Regions from separate parts of the Urocitellus parryii genome. Here region 2 is linked to region 1. A link is a contact called in public Hi-C data. All regions are on one chromosome and are shown on one strand. Each heading gives the region's core, a stretch centred on a gene start, on an enhancer-like site or on the middle of the called end of the contact. The rest is flanking DNA. Distances are from core to core; before and after follow the strand shown.

The links. Hi-C and Micro-C count contacts between places; a contact is called where the count stands out from the background.
Region 2: a contact with region 1 is called in a Hi-C map of liver, with 5 times the contacts expected there. The contact joins the promoter of Dctn1 here to the promoter of Mob1a in region 1. A contact is called at or near these places in 2 of 2 Hi-C or Micro-C datasets (liver and muscle).

What each region holds. Positions count from the first base shown.
Region 1 is chr12:93,152,734-93,155,260 of mUroPar1.hap1, forward strand. Mob1a (MOB kinase activator 1A) reads right to left here and starts at 1,268. Exons shown (of 6, transcript XM_026397400.2): 1 at 764-1,268. The coding sequence starts at 777.
Region 2 is chr12:93,340,270-93,342,796 of mUroPar1.hap1, forward strand. It overlaps Dctn1 (dynactin subunit 1), which reads right to left and starts at 1,263. Exons shown (of 28, transcript XM_026397408.2): 1 at 1,190-1,263.

The DNA.
Region 1 (2,527 bases), core at 18-2,517:
CCAAACAAGTGGATCATGTTCATCACTAAAATGATTATTTAAGCATACAGCTGAGCAATACTGTATGAGAGAGAATCACCTAAGAATAAGATGCTATAGAGCAAGGCTTCTCAAATCTCAATGTGCATAAAAAATCAGAGAACTTAAAAATTGTCCATTTAAGCCTCGTTTGGGCCCAAGCTTTCTTTCTAAAATGAGATTCTACTGAGGCCAAGAGTATTTAAAAAGTCATAAAATCAGTAAGTGGGCAGAATCGAAAGTGGACAGGAGAGTCTGGCTGCAAGGCCCACATCTTACTTCCAGCTTTCTCCAACTATGATACTACACATTTTCCTGTGGCAGCATTTTTCCATGGGGGTAATTTAATACTGACAATAACAAAACCAGACATATGATAGAGTAAAAAGCTAAGTCAGCAAGAATCATCACTAGAGTTCGAGACTGCAGAGAAACTGGGAACCCCGGGCAAGGCCAGGCCTTCAGAACGCCTCCCAGCCCTCGGGGGTGCTCGGGCGGAAAAGTTTGAAGGCTCTGCCGGCCTCGGGGCCTTTCAGCGCCCCAACCTCAAGCTCAGCTTCCTTTGCCTCGACCTTCATCTCCGTCAGGCCCTCCCTACTGTCGGGCACCCCCGTGGACTCGAGGAGGGGCAGAGTGGACGCCAGTCACCCGACCCTGATCCTGGGCCGGGTCATCATCTCGGGACCCTGTTGGCCGTCCCCGACCTCCGCCCTCAGCCTGGCGCCCTCCGCCGGGCCCTACTTACAAGAGGAAGCTCATCTTCGGTCCTAGGAGAGCAGGGGAGGGGCCGCTGGCCCCCGCCCCGTCAGGATTCGGAACTGGCGCGGGAACCGAGAGGAAGAGAACGGTCCTCTGATCGCGGACAGCGGAAGGAGGGCAGCAGGGTCTCCGAGCTCGGGTTTTACAGGGGGCAGGCCTGAGTGAACCGCGGCGCCTGGCTCCCCCGCCTCCCCCACCTCACAGATCCGAAATGCGGAACCAGCAAAATCTCGCGAGCCAAGCCTTCGCCCCGCCCCTCAGAAAGGGACTTGACATCCCTTTCATCCCGCCCCTCTCTTATAGGTAAGCCAATCAGCGTTCTGGATGTCGGGACTTCCCTCTCCTGGAGGCGTGGCGAGGGAACGCGGTGGTCCGGAAGAGGGGCTGGCTTTGCACTTGCTGGAGCTTGGTGTTGCTGTGTTTCATTCTTATTACCCAGGTAGCCGAAGCGCTGTTATGAGCAATATACACCCCTGCAATTGTTTAAAAAATTTAAACTAATTTTTTAATAGAGATACATTTACATAGAATAAAATTCTCCCCTTCAAAATGTACATCTCATTGTGGTTTTTTTTTGGGGGGTGTATGTATTCAGATTTGTGCAACCATCATCACTTTATCTAGTTCTAAGAGCGTTTTCATTCCTTACCACTCCCTGTCGCTCCCAACTCCTGACAACCAATAGTCTACTTTTTAAAATTTTTTATTTTATTTATTTATTTATTTATTTTTAGTTGTAGTTGGACACACTACCCTTGTTTTATTTATTTACTTTTTATGTGGTGCTTAGTATCAAACCCAGCGCCTCGCGCATGCTAAGCGAGCGCTCTACCGCTGAGCTACAACCCCAGCCCCTCTACTTTCTATTTCTATGAATTTTCTTATTCTGGACATTTCATATAAATAGAATCATTCAGTAAGTAATCTTTTGTGACTGGCTTCAGCCTAATATTTTAAGATTCACGCCTCTAGCATATTTGAGGACTTCATTTCTTTTACAAAATGAATAAAATTCCATTGTGGAACACAGCAAATTTTGTTTATCCATTCATCTATTGATGGACAAATTTGGGTTGTTTTTTAATTTTTCAATCATTATGATTAATGCTATGAACATCCAGGTACAGGTTTTTAATGTGGGTGAAGGATTCAATAACACCAAGTGACCACTAACACACACCATAGTGGAATGAAGAACACAAGGAAAAGGGAAATTGTGGGAGGCTAGAGAAATACCTCAGCAAATGGTTGTGCAGGAGGTCTGGTGTAAATAAGATTGTCCCATGTACCTGCTACCATGATTTTCATGTTGATTTTATTTCATTGAAATATCACCTGTTATGTTGAATTAATTTTTTTATTGTGTTGAATTTTGTAGTTTATAACTTACAACGTGATTTGATATACCTGAATAGAAGCTGTATACCTAAGGATGCAGACTCATACTTTTTTTCATAACTTATATACCCTAAGTAATACAATTATCATAAAAACATCATGAGAAAAAAGGATTCAAGAATGTTTTTTCACCTTTTGATGGGATTGTTTTTTAAGCCAAAAAATTATTAAATCAATGAAAGATCAGCAATTTATTAGATAAAGCTTTTAATATTGTTAGATTTATAGAGGAAAAGAGATAATCTTCAGGATTAGGTGAAAATCCCAGGTCAATATTTGACTGATATCAGTATAGTCCCCTTAGGAATAAAAAAAATAAGATTTCCTGGTGAGAGAAGCAAGTGGAGAAAGA
Region 2 (2,527 bases), core at 13-2,512, 190 kb after region 1:
GCAGAAAATGATCTCTAACTGTGAATCCAGTAATTTACACCCTTGCTTCTCAGAGTGTGGTCCACAAAATAGTAGCATTATCATTACCTGGAAACTTTTTAGAAATGCATAACCCATGGAATCTGTATTTTAACAAGACCCCATTAAATGTCTGCATCATAAAAGTTAGAAAAGCACTGGCCTGTACTGCCCCTTCCAGTGAATTTCTAATTCAGATACTGCATTTCCCAAACTGTACCAAACATTAAACAGAGGTATAACCCAAGAAAAATAGTATTTCCCAGTAAACTCTGGGAAACTCTCCATACATACCCCCAGATGGAAATTCACAGTAAATATCACTAGCATACTGAAGGTTCTGAAATAGTTTGAAGTAGAGAAAACTTTAACCAGGAATTTTCTTAACACATTTGAGCAAAAATGGGTTTTATAAATAATAGTAGTAATGAAGTTATTATCTCTTTTAACATCCCGCAGCTCAGGCTCTGGCAATATACCAGGCAAAGAATGTCAACCTCTACCTAATAGCTCTTGGACTCTCAGTACTTTAAGTATACCAGAGTAGCAAACGGTCAGTAAAGGCTTGCTGCTGTCTTCACTGCAATAAATGAGGGTAAGTTTCTAAATCTCTGTGTCTTTAAAAACAGCAGTTCCTCGTCTGTGTGATTTACCTGTGGTTCTGCCTGAAATCGAGAGATGTGCAAGATGACTTTTCAAGAGTCATCACGCCAACAGCTAAGGCGGACCCCCGTAGAGGGGGTTCACACACACCAAACCCATATGTAGACCCTGATGCTTGAGTCCTCTAATTTTTCCCCCGTTTGAGACAAATTTCTCAACCATGTGCCCACAGGAAACCTGTGGCTTGGTATGGGTTCAGGGATGCCTCAGAAGCTCCCGAGAAAAGAGGAGGACCCTTGCAGTTCTGGAGGAAGTCTGAGGCACAGGCACTTTGACCCAGGTCGAACACCAGGCTGAAGAGCTCAGGGGGGTAGGTCGAGCCTGGGTTCAAACATCCAGACCACGGCGGGCACCCACCCCTGCCGCGGCCCAACCTTGCCTGCCCTCGTCACACACCCGGCTCTGTGCAGCGCCCTAGGCCAGCGCCGAACCCACAGCCCAATGCGAGAACCTCACGAACATGTGGAGGGCGGACAGCAGACAGCAGGCAGAAATACCGCCTTCGTACCTGTCCTGTCAGGGGCTCCGCGCCCTCTTCGGGCCCCACCGGCGACCGACGCCCAAGACCCGGCGAGCCCCGCCCCGCCGCCCCGCCCTCGTGGGCTGCCCGACGCACCGCCCGACCCTCCAGACTCACTTCAGAACCCCTCGTCCCAGAAACCCAGGGGCGTTCTGAATTTACAGAAAACACTACTCTTTTCCGCAGTACCCGCCTGGCTTAGAAGTGGTCGCCAAGCTCGGCGGAGAAAACATCGATCAGGCATACAGCTGGACAACTAGGGCATGATAAGCGCATGCGCAGTGAGCCTGGGAAGCTGATAAGGACCTTCGTTGAGAGGTGCGTCGTGGCCAGCGCCCTCCGTCGGCGAAGGGAAGACTGGGTAGAAGATTTGGAGAACCTTTTACAAGCTTTTGAGTGCTAAACTGCCAGTTAAAACAGTAGCAATAAAACATATTTTGTTGGCTAAGTTGGAGAAAAACATAAATTTTGTTGCTACTCAGTGTCAGCCATCATGTGTGGATGGAAACATTCTCATGCCTTTTTGATGGTAATGTAAAATAAGTCAAATTTTCATAATGGCATTTGGAGCTTTTATATTCTAAAAAATTAAACTTCTTGACTCAGTGTGCCCGCTTCTAATAATGTAACCTAAATAAATAACCAAATAAGTTTGCAAAAATGTTTGTATAAAGATGTTGGGAGAGCCAGGATTTTACAGACATGGGCTCGAATTCTAACTGCAATTTACTAGCTAGATGAGATCTTGGGCCAATTACCTAACTTCTCCGTGCCTCTGTTTCCTCAATTTGTAAAGGAGGATGTTAGTGATCCTCGTTTGAGGATGTGATGATAGTATCTATTTCAACTGATTGTTAGGAGAATGGAGTGAATCTGAGTTTGAAATATAACTATTACAAAGATATGTTTGTCTCAGTAATCTCAAGTTCAAAACAACCCAAAATATACATAACATTGATGGTGGGTGGGAGTGAGAGGTAATGTTAGAGGGATGTATTGTTCACCCCTCTACTACTCATCCTCCCCCCCCCATTTCACTTTCTACATTTTTAAAATTATTCTGAATGAATAATATTTCCATATGGTTCAAAAATCAAAATAAATGGGCCTGGTGGCCTATGCCTGTAATCCCAGTGACTTGGGAGGCTGAGGCAGGAGGATTCCAAATTCAAAATGAGCCTCAGCAATTTAGAGAGGCCTTAAGCAACTCAGAGAGACCTTGACTCAAAACATAAAAAGGGCTGGGAATGTGGGTCTGGATTCAGTCCCTGGTACCAAAAAATCATCATCGTCCTATCATCATCAAAATAAGATTTAATACACAAT